Linked DNA regions of Sus scrofa: regions 1 and 2 are each linked to region 3. A link is a contact called in public promoter capture Hi-C data. All regions are on one chromosome and are shown on one strand. Each heading gives the region's core, a stretch centred on a gene start, on an enhancer-like site or on the middle of the called end of the contact. The rest is flanking DNA. Distances are from core to core; before and after follow the strand shown.

Region 1 (3,897 bases), core at 1,345-3,844, 610 kb before region 3:
CCAGACTATTCACCACCCACAGTCCACACCCCCACTTACCATTTGGTTATATTTCTAGGTACAAATCTGCTCACAATACTTAACCTATTTACAGAGAATTAAACTCAAACGTTGGCACCAGTGTAGGACTTTCGTAATCTGGTCCCAACCCACTTTCCTCATCTCATCTCCTGAACTTCTCTCCATCTGTGAGTTCCACGATTCAGGTGCACAAAATCTTTCAGCTTCCCTGATTCCTATTTCAAAACACCCAATACACCCAACTCCTTAAAAATACCTGAGAGGACCACGTGCTTCTCTCCCCACCATCAATATCCAGCAAAAACATCGCTCCCTCGTAAAGCCTCTCCAGCTGCACAGACACGAGCTCCTGGGCCTTGAGGCCCTGTGGGTGAGACATCTGGTACAGCCTTAACCACATGGGGCTACAGTTATGTCTGGTCTCAACCTGACAGAGTGCAAGGAAGCCATCCTACTTACTTCCAGGTACATTCTCAACCTTGGCTCTGCATCAGAATCATCTGAAAAACTTTCAAAACATATACTCATTAGGTGCTCCCCCTGAGGTGAAATATAATAAGCCTGCAGCAGCAGTCCCCCTGTTGGGTATTTAAGCACCATCCCTACCTAGTAATGATAATAATGGACAACACTTACCGCAGATACCCTTACCCCTCATACTAACTCTACCAGCTAAGAATTATCTGCAATTTACGGATGAGGAAAATGAGGCACAGCAGCAAAATAACCAATCCCATGAATTCCTTCCCTGGCAGATTTGTGTTTACAACACAGTCTACGGCCTAGATCTAGGTTTGGAATCATCACAATTGAGAATGACGGTTACGGTTCCTTGGCTTGACCCCAGACTACAGAATTCAAAGCGCCCAACCCAAATCCCAAACTGTCCCCCATCCATCTTGGGTGGTGGGTTTGACGAATACACACATTAAAACCACTTTCTGGGCATTCTTAAACTCCCTGAAAGTCAGGTTTAGTACCATTCCCCACCCCACCCCACAGACACCTCAAGGAATACAAAGGTTACTCCTCTTAGGTCAAGGGCAGTGCAGGAAACCAACCAGAAGATGCTTAAGATCCAGAGGAGTGGGCAGCGGGAAAAACGACCATCTTAAAATGTGGAAGCCCTCACCTGCAAGGAAATCCTCTGGTATTTACTCAAAACCGGCTGCCTTTACCTCTTGGCTCCCTATATAGCAGCCCCCTACCTAAGGAGTGATCTGCCTGTCTTACCACCGCTGAAGGACCCTACCATCAAGCTGCTTCCCACCTCTCTACCTGCCTCACCCCCTACACTGGTCCTTGACTAAGTCTTCCAGGTACCCTCACCACCATCTCTTCTGGGCCTTTCCCCTCGCCCGGTTTAGGTCTTCTCCCAAATTCAAGTCTCATAAAGCATCTCTGGAGTTTTTTTTTTTTTTTTAAAAAGGCAGCCTCCTATCAAACCCACCGATCTTCACGGAAGTTGACCGAGCATAACTTTCACATCATGTCCAACAGCCTTGGGTTTTCTAACCTAGGCCGTGAATTTGAGACTTTCTCTCCTCCGCCCCCATCGCATTACCCAAAGACCTAACAGCAAGAAGAAGGTGGCTGTGATGTCCTTAAACGCTGTTAAATGTGTTTCCGCTCAACTTCCTCAGGTTCTGAATGACTCCTAATTGACTCGTCTGAGACTAAAAGCCGGGGGCAGATCCAGTGTGTCATTACTTACAACTTCACACACCTCCGACGGGCTTGACGAGAACAAATTTTATCTGAGGCGCTAAACCATCAAGCCCCATATTACGCTGCGTGATTGGACCACCTGCATTGTTGGGAGGGATAATTTTCGGCGCCATGAAGCTGTTACTTCTTCATACTTGGTGGAAGGGGTGGGGGGTAGGGAATCTCAAAAGGCAACAATCAGTTTCAAGTGCGGGTGAAGGCCGAGAAGCTGCCAATCTCACCCTCGGCGACGCACACCTGGCCCCGGGCGTACCTGAGAGCGGCGGCCGGTCGGGTTCCTGGCCGCCGCGGGCGGGCGGCGCGGGGTTGAGCAGATGCGCGAAGCTGGCGGCGAAGGGGTTGGCGGCGAGCGGTTCGGTGCGGTACATCTCCCAGAGCAAATAGAGCGCCGTGAGGCGCTGCGCCGCGCTGGGCAGCAGGTCTGGCTGCTGCAGCAGCATGACCAGCACCGAGCCCAGGCGGAAGTGGTCGGCCTTGCTGAAGTAGTGGTGGAATGCGGTAGACAGGCCCTCGAAGGTGCTGCCGCCGCCCGCCTCCTCCGAGATAATGCTCAGCAGGCTCGAGAGTTCCTTCGGGGTCAGGCTCATCCTGCCCGCAGGGCCCCCCGGGCCTCCACTCCCCGGCCCGGGGACGCCCGCTCCGCCTCTGCCGCTGCCGGAGCCGGAGACCCCCGGGCCGCACCTGGACGCCGACCCCGCCCCTTCCCGGGTCCCTCTTTGCTCTGCGGCGGTGAAAAGCCGGCCAGACGCCGCGCTCGCCCCGCCGCCGGGCATCAACCTCACCCGCCCGCCCTGCTCCCCGGCCAGAGTGGCCCTGGCGCCGGCTCGCTCCGTCCCTGCGGCCGTAAAGCGCGCTGTTGCACGACAGCGTCGCAAACAAAACACACCGAGAAACCAGCCGGCCGCGGAAAGGGCAGCGCGGAGCCAGAGCGAGGCTGCTGGTGCCGGGCCAGGGAGAAGATCCCCAGACGCTGGGTGGGCGGGGCAAAGCGCCGGAAATGGGGGCGGGGCCTGAGGGAGGGGCCCGGCCGGGTCTCGCGCTGTGGGAGTCAAGCGGTGCCATAGCCCCCCCGCTGCGGCATAGTCTGCCTGTCCTCCTTCAAGAGTTCAGCCCCCAGGACCCCCCTGGGCAGTGCGGGAACGAACGGTCTCAATAAAGGACGGTGTTATTTGTTTGGAAAAATGCATGTTAGAATATGAAATCTTTTTTAATATAACACACATGGATGGTCATGCTAAAACTTTAAGTGCAGATAAGGATAACATGTTTCTCATAAGCAAAGTTAATTTTTAGACTTACACTCCTTTTTAAAGAAATGGAATCATACTGCACATGTACATGGCTATTTTAACAAGATCTCTGGAAACTTAACAATAAACATTTATATACAAAATTGTTGTGCAACTTTTTCTTTGGCTGCGCTGTGGCAAACAAAAATTCCCAAGCCAGGAACCAAACCTACTCCACGCCTGATCCTTAACCCACTGCACCGCGAGGGAACTCCTGCTTTGCAACTTCTTACCTAGTCTGCCCTAGGTCGCTCATTCTGGGCCTTAGCTGTGCACTGGAAGTTTCCAGGAATCCTTTACAAATCCTGGCCCTAATGGCCAGGTATGAACAAACAAAAAGCAAAAACAGAGGTCCTGTCCTGGCTCAGGGGAAACGAATCTGACTAGCATCCATTAGGATGCTGGTTCAATCCCTGGCCTCGATCCTTAATCCCTGGGTTAAGGATCCAGGGTTGCCGTGAGCTGTGGTGTAGGTCACAAATGTGGCTCGGATCTGATGTTGCTGTGGCCGTGGCATAGGCCAGCAGCTACAGCTCGGATTCGACCCCTAGCCTGGGAACCTACATACGCCACAGGTGCAGCCCTAGTAAAATTTTTAAAAAGCAAAAACATCTGCCCAGGTGACTAGTGTGCACTCCAGGCTGGGACCCACCAAGTGGCTGGTCCCAGACTTGCAAGGTTCCTCCCTAGACCTACAAAACCCTACAAGGATTTCAACTAGCAATTCCCACCAGGCCAGTTGCAGAAATCCAGTCTATGCTGAAAAAAATGATAGCAGCTCAGTGTTGTGGCGCAGCGGAAACAAATTCTACTAGGAACCATGAGGTTGCGTATTCCATCCCTGGCTTCCCTCAGGGGT
Region 2 (3,564 bases), core at 807-3,306, 540 kb before region 3:
TGCCCAGGAGCCTGATCTCTGGCAAAGGCATCCCCTGGGCTCTCTTGCTTGCCTCTGGCTTTTACATGACTTGGTTCACAGGAGGCCTCGGAGGCACCTCAGGGGTGGAAAGATAGAGCTGACAGGGCATAGTACCCCAAAGGATCCTTCCCAGGCCCTCCCAGCTGCTTTCATAAATCGCTTGCCCTAATTTAATACCATACAGTCTATGTTTACTATTTGGCGGATGATCAGAGCTTAATGATGTTTAAAATATGGGTGAGTGTGCATGGGGACTGTTTCACTTCCAAGAACTTGTGTACATTTAGTTATAAGAGCTGACATTTATTGAGTGCTTGCGTGTGTTCTAAGGACTTGAATATCTTATAGGCTGGAGAGCACCTATAAAGGAGCTGCCATGATGATCCCGATTTTACAGCCGACTGGACTGGGGCTCCCTGAGTAACCTATCTTGCCCGAGGTCAAGGTTGTGCAGTGAACCAGTGGCAGGAACGGGGTTTGATCTAGGACAGTCTTTCTCCAGAGGTGTGCCCTCAACCACAAGGGCATATGGGTTGATCTGCTCACCGGACCTGCCGTTCCCACTTGACCCTGTGGCAAACATATTTGTTTTCCCAGCCCCAGTCAAACCACAGCTGCCCTGTGGGGCTTTGTCAATCCCCAGTGCGAGGGAACTGCGCCTTCATTCTGTGCATCCTGCTGTCCCCAGCATGACTCCCATGACACTTTGGGCCTGGTCTCTTGCTTGTGAGTCCTTTAGGACAGGGCCCATGTTCAGTCCCCTTCTCTCGGCAATTCCAGGGCCTGCAGAGAGTGGGGGGAGGGGCAGTTTCCAGCAACCATTTCTGGAAGGAATATTTTTCAGCCACCCCTGCCCACTCTCTGTACCCCTTGGGGCACCCACATCTCCCTGAGAACAGATGACTTCCTTTCTCAGTTGTGCCTCAAGGCTGTAGCTCTGGACCACACATGCCTCTGCCCCCTGGGTGGGCTGTCCTGTTCCTCCTGGGTACAGGATCTTACCTGGCTTCTTACCTGTCAGGTCAGGGCTAGGTTTCTGAGCTGATCCCTCTGATCGTCTGCAAACAAGTTCCTTGGCTTCCATTGAAGAGCTTCTGCTCAGTTCCCGGGAGGCTGGTGGGAGCTTTACTTTGCTTCCACTTTTCAGTTTTGTCCCAATTAATAGTCATGTTTTGTCCGGGGTCCTTTTGTTGAAACCCTACCGTCAGGTGGATGGAGTTTCTTTTTTTCTCTTCCTAGGATGTTGGATTTAATTGAGGAGACTGCTCATGGAGATCCCCAGCCCGTTCAGGCCAGCAGCCAAGTCAGGTCCACCACACTTTGAAGAAATATCTCATTTTTGAAACTCTGCCTCCACAATCCCTATAGTTTTTACTATCATCTCCTCCATACTTCCCAGCTTTTCACGTCTCTGGGAACCAATGTGACTGGTTTCATTCCTGGGTAGGGGATCCTCAGGAGGGGCCCTAAAATCAGCATCTTCTGTGTGCAGGATGGGTGTCCACGTCTAGTGCTGAGTTTGGTCTGACACTCGCCTCAGGGTCCCACAACATCGCTGCCTCTTCGGCAGCTTCGTGGGATCCCTCGTGGGAGCAAAGAAAACGTATGCTCAGCACTTAAAAAAAAAAAAAAAAAAGGCAAATAATTGTTTTTAATTTTGAATGCTATCTGTCGATTATTTATAGAAATATTTCTTGTTATTTTAAATGCTGTGTTATTCCACACACACCTCGGTTTCCTGGCACGCATTCTGTCCCCCCAAAGATAAATTCCCTAGGCTGGAAACCTGGAGCTGCGACAAGATGTCTTTTTCCCCATCACCTCCTCCTCCAGCTCTCCGGGCTGTGACCTCGCAGGGACGGAGGAGGGGAGAGGGGCCTTGGCGCCCTCAGCGAGAGAGGCGGGGAGCCTGGCCGCCGGGACTGGACTTCCTCCCTCCACTCCGGAACTGCGCGGGAGCCGCCGGGATTCGGAAACCGGGCGGCGCCACCGGAGCCGGCGGGGTGGACGCTGGGCGACTGGTGGGCGTGGCCCGGTGCCCGGTGGGCGGTTCCGTGGGCGGGGCCCGGGCGGGCCAGGGGCGGGACCGACGCGCGGGCTGCGCGGGCTGCAAGGGGCGAGCTGCGCCTACAGCGCTCCCGGGACTCCCGAGCGCAGGGCGCCGGTTGGTCGCACTCTCGCCTTGCCGACTCCTCCCGATCGGGCTCGGCCCGGCGACCGGGGCGATGTGAGCCGGGGCCCGCGGGCGCGGCCGGACCGCTGCGATGTGGCTCAAGCCCGAGGAGGTGCTGCTGAAGAACGCCCTGAAGCTCTGGGTGACTCAGAAGAGCAGCTGCTACTTCATCCTCCAGCGGCGCCGCGGGCATGGCGAGGGGGGCGGCCGGCTCACGGGTAAGGGGCGCGCGAAGCTGGCGGGCAGGCAGGCGCAGCGGCCGGGCCCGGACCTCGCTCCCTGCTGGGCCCACGGCCCCAGCTCGGGGCTGCAGCGCAGTTGGGGGTTTCGTTGGAGACGCCGGGCCGGCCCGGCCCTACCTCGGGCTTGTTTTCCTTTCTCCTGCATTTCTCCAGCAAGTCCCGGTCGGGGTGGTGGCAGAAGGGACTTGCGGGCTCGTGCATTTTCCCGGGCGAGGCAGGTGCCTCCGCTGCCTGGCCCGGTGACCGCCCGGAGGCCAGGCTTGGCTCGGGAATCCGAGGAGAGATGCCGGCTGGAGCGAGGGCCGCCCCGGGGGGAGCGGGGCCGCGGGGCCGGGCCAGGTGACAGCGGGTCCGGCCCGCCCTGGCCATCTGGACGTGCCCGAGGCTCCAGGTGGTGTCGCCGCTGGGGACACGGCCAGCCCACGGCGGGGCGCAGCTCGAGAGGCCCTGGCTCCGGGAACCCTCTCACGCCCAGAGGAGAAACCCAAGTGGTGCGAATCCCGAGCTCCTGAACTTAGCAAAACTCGGCAGGTCAGTTTCCTGTCCTCGCCCTACCCTCATCTCTTTCCTTTCTTCCTAGGAGAAAGGATAGGGGGGAAAAAAAAATTCAGGCTCGTAAAATTTATGGAAAACAGCATTTCCTCGCCACTCCCTATAAGTTTTGGTCCAAAACTCTTTGAAAATCAAGGGTTTGGACAGCTTGTGTTAGCAGGGACACCTGTTTTAACAGGCCAGTAGAGGAATACTAGCTTTTTCCAGTAGTATCTTGGGAACCTGTGTGGACTTTTCAAATTTTGGAATCTGAAATAAAACGGACCTTAGATCTTCCCACCACGTGCCTCCTTCTACCAGGAGGAGACCATGGCTAGGGAGAGAGTGGCCAAGGGGCCGAGCTGGGGTTGGTGACTGCTCTCTCCTTATTCTGTGGCCGGCCCTCCAGGAGTAAAGTCTACCGGGAAATGCAGTTAATAAATAAGTCCTGAAAGGACAGAACCAAGTGCGAGGGGAATTTCCCATCCCGCACTATAGACTTTAAGGAGGGCAGATGTCACAGAGCCTCAAGGATTCAGGCAAGAGTTGGCAGGATTTCTGGATGGAAAGGGTGGTGGGGTGACCTGTGGTGGTGGT
Region 3 (3,785 bases), core at 248-2,747:
TAGTTAATCCTCACAAGCTTCAGAGAACCATGGCCTTTGGGAAGACACTGCCAGACTGGAACAAGTCGAATTTACCAGGATCAAAGGTCAGAAACGTCAATGTCAAAGTGGGTGCTCAGCTCCACAACCCAGCTGCCCAAACTCTGGTTTGCATGGGGGGGGGGGGGCAGGAGCCCGGCTTATGGACCTGGTCTGGAATGCAAAACCCAGGAGTTCTGTGCAAAGGGCACCGGCATAACCAGGCTCCAGCCCCAGCTCCTTCTCCTGGGTCTTGCTGAGATATATCAAAAGAAAAACAAACAGAATCCTTTCAAAGGGCGGTCAGGGAAGGCCTCTAAAGAAGTGAAACTTTTAAGCAGGGACCTGAAGGACAGGGAACAAAAAGCAGGCCAGAGAAGCCATGGAGCTTCCTTTCCACCATCTCTGAGTGTCAGGCTGGTAGCAGAGACACTGTTTTTGGAGATGATCACCCCCTTCAGCCCCCAGCCAAATCCATACTAACGCCACTGCCTTTCAGCCACTGAGTAAGGGGTGAGTTCATCAGAATCCATGACCACAGCGAGATCTGGGAGGCAGGAGAATGACCTTTGGAGGAGGGTCTTTCAAAAGTGACAAAATTCAGTTGTCAGACTTTCTCATAAGAGCATCCATGTCCATGGTGTCTTTTTTTTTTTTTTCATTTTCCTTGGGTTTTAGTCAAATTCCACTAGCAAATTCTTCATACCATAAAAGAACAACACCCCAACCCGGGGGATTTGGTTCTATACATTCTTGACGGAAAGTAACTGGGTAGTGGAACCCTCGGGCTGAGCTCTGGAAGCCCCCGGTCCAAAAGGAGCGCACCAGAACCTGGACACCAATGCTGCGGGGAGAGGGTGAAAGCACCCTTCACCCAGCCCTAGATGTACTCAGGAACACGGGTCCCGCCACTGTTACATTTTCGGACTCCCAGGCGGGACCCCTCCAAGGTTCAGCTTCTATCCGCGCAAGGAGTCCTAACACACCTTCCCAGGTGCTGAGATAGGTAACACGGAGGACGTAACTCCGCCAGGTGGTACCCCGGGTGTCTTTCACAGGCCCCAGGTGACCTCAAGGAAAGGCAGCCCCGCAAACGAGATTTGGGGGTGGGACAGACGGGGTGGGGACCCGCGGGACCACGCCCGCCCATCCCACACTGCGCCTGCGCGGGTCTCGTCTCGCGTGGCCTCCCCAGGCCGCGGCGCCCGGTGCTTCCCACAGGCCCAGCCCGGAGAGCCCGCCTCCAGCAGACCCAGCGGGGCCAACGAGTGGCCGTAACCCCCAAACGTCGCCCCCGACCCACCGGCTAACTCACCTGCATCGTCTCAGCTCGCTCAAGCCCTGCCGGCCTCGGCGCCCCCGCCCCTCAGCTCTCTTCCGCGCACGCGCGCAGCCGCCGGCTGGGCCTTCACCCCGCCCCGCAGGAGCCACCGGGGCGGAGCCAGGGAGGAAGAACGCTCTCCTCTGAGCCTGCGCCCGCTCCTCAAGAAACGGGCGCAGAAACTGTGCGCATGTGCGAGGCAGGACACTCCTACTGTCTGCCTCCGAGTACCGGATCCAGTTCCCCGCGCTGCCTTATTAGGGCAGGTCTTCGGCCCCCGAACGGCTGGGTCAGGTGGGGAGATACCCGGTGTGGAGGCGGTTTCTCTGGCTGCGGACCAGATCGGATGGGAGGTCTTGGCCCAGGAACACAAATAGAAATGCGTTTCAGTGATCCAGTATTACATTAACAATAATGCTGGGTTGCCTGGAATTCGTTCACTATCCTTTTAGCGACGACGTTGAGAGCGGATTATATACCAGGCACTATGCTAGGCTCTGTCCATACAGCAGTGCTCACAACAGACAAAAACGGAAAGGCGAAAGTACTTTCACCTGGTTGAGCCCACGCGATCCCTATTTGCAAAAGTGCTTAGCCCTTTCAGGACTGCACAGGAGGCGCTGAGTAGAAATCTGCGCTCTGAGTTGTAAAATACAGGTGCTGGGCCCCAGGCTTCTGTGCATGCAGCACTCTGAATTTGAGTTAAAAAAGCCATACCCCTCGTTGGACACTTAGGGCTGGGTGGCAAAGCGATTTCCCTCCCTGGACACCTGATCTAAGTGGTCGCCTTCTGTCAAGGAAGCAGACACAGATAACATCTGTAGGCTAGTATAGGACGCTAAGCTTTGGCTTCATTAGAACCGCCTGGGAATCTTTTAAAACTGCAGCTACCCTGGGGCTCCATCCCCAAATTAAATCTCTAGTGATGGGACCTGGAACTGATAGGGCCTTAAATATCTCAGGTGTTGCTAATATACACAACCATTGGTATAAAGTGAATCAAATAATTCCTTGAAGGCAAGGAGCTCTGATTTAATCATTTAAAGGATTCTCAATATTACCTAACTCCTTTCTACAAAATTATAGGTCTTCTTAAACATTTGTTTATTCATTTAATTTATCTGGCAGCAAACTGTGAATGAATTTTCCTGGTCTCACCAGAAAAGTCAGGATCAGGCTAGCTTGGAGTGGGTTTGGCCCAGTGCTCATCCACTGGACTAGAGTGGACATGCCTCATTCCAGCCTTAGCTATTTTGGGAGGCCAACACTCATCTCCACCACAGGCTCCCTCTCTCCAGAGGAGATTAACAAGTCAGATGCTCAAAGTCTACTGACTTCTCTGCATAGAAAGGTGAAAGCTGCCTCTCTCACTTTCCTCAAAGATTCCTTCCTCCTGTGCTCCAGTTCCCAGTCCCTCCCACCTCCCCAGAACTTCTGTCACTCATTCCATCACTCTTGGCTCTGGAGAGAATAATTAGGGCTTGGGAAAAAAATTAGAGCTGTAAGAATGGGAAAAGAAAAGAAATTGGGAAAAAAAGATTTCTATTTGTGGATGATATGATAGCATACACAGAAAACCTTGGGAGAATCAACTTTTTTTTTTTTTTTTTTTTAACTTGATTTTTAGGGCCGCACCCAGGGCATATGGAAGTTCCCAGGCTAGGGGTAAAATCAGAGCTACAGATGCCAGCCTACACCACAGCCACGGCAACTAAGGATCCAGGCTGCATCTGCATGCAACCTACACCACAGCTCATGGCAACACCAGATCCCCAACCACTGAGCGAGGCCAGGGGTCGAACCCACATTCTCATGGATACCAGTTGGATTAGTTTCTGCTGCACCATGATGGGAACTCCCAGAATCAACTTTTAAAATCTTACTAACAATTTGAGAATTTGGTACAGAAGCAGGACATAAAATTCAACATAAAAAAATGGCGTTAGTCTATTATTTACAGGAACAAACTAGAAAACATAATGAACCCTAATTCCAATAACAGAAAAGAAAGACTTAGGCATAAACTCAAGAAGTACACAAAAACCTACATGAGGATTATAAAAAATTCCCAGACATAACAAAAGTAGACTTGAACAAATGGGAAGAAATCCCTCATTTGAGGATAGGATGACTCAACATCACAGACATGTCAACTTTCTTCAAGTTAATGTGTAAAATTTAACACAATCTTATTTTAAAAACCTAACAAATTATTTTCTGAGGCTAGACAGTTTGATTCCAAAGATTTTATGATAAAATAGTTCTCGTGGCACAGAGGGTTAAGGGTCTGGCTTTGTTGGCTGCTGTGGCTGGGCTCACAGCTGTGGCTCAGGTTCAATCCCTGGCCCAGGAACCTCTGCATACCTGGGGTGTGGCCAAAAATAATAATAATATTTAAAAACTAAATTAAAAACAAAGTACTAGAAGAAAACATGGGATTATTTCT

The links. Promoter capture Hi-C pulls out the DNA fragments that hold promoters and counts their contacts.
Region 1: a promoter capture Hi-C map of fetal liver shows a contact between it and region 3, with 6 times the contacts expected there. The contact joins the promoter of CNOT11 here to the promoter of PDCL3 in region 3. A contact is called at or near these places in 2 of 5 promoter capture datasets (fetal liver and liver) and 4 of 47 Hi-C or Micro-C datasets (liver and skeletal muscle).
Region 2: a promoter capture Hi-C map of liver shows a contact between it and region 3, with 2.9 times the contacts expected there. The contact joins the promoter of TBC1D8 here to the promoter of PDCL3 in region 3. A contact is called at or near these places in 1 of 5 promoter capture datasets (liver) and 3 of 47 Hi-C or Micro-C datasets (alveolar macrophages, heart right ventricle and skeletal muscle).

Annotation. Positions count from the first base shown.
Region 1 is chr3:53,078,721-53,082,617 of Sscrofa11.1, forward strand. CNOT11 (CCR4-NOT transcription complex subunit 11) reads right to left here and starts at 2,595. Exons shown (of 7, transcript XM_003124884.6): 1 at 2,003-2,595. The coding sequence starts at 2,522.
Region 2 is chr3:53,147,003-53,150,566 of Sscrofa11.1, forward strand. It overlaps TBC1D8 (TBC1 domain family member 8), which reads left to right and starts at 2,057. Exons shown (of 20, transcript XM_021087166.1): 1 at 2,057-2,412. The coding sequence starts at 2,286.
Region 3 is chr3:53,691,537-53,695,321 of Sscrofa11.1, forward strand. PDCL3 (phosducin-like protein 3) reads right to left here and starts at 1,498. Exons shown (of 6, transcript XM_003124899.6): 1 at 1,334-1,498. The coding sequence starts at 1,339.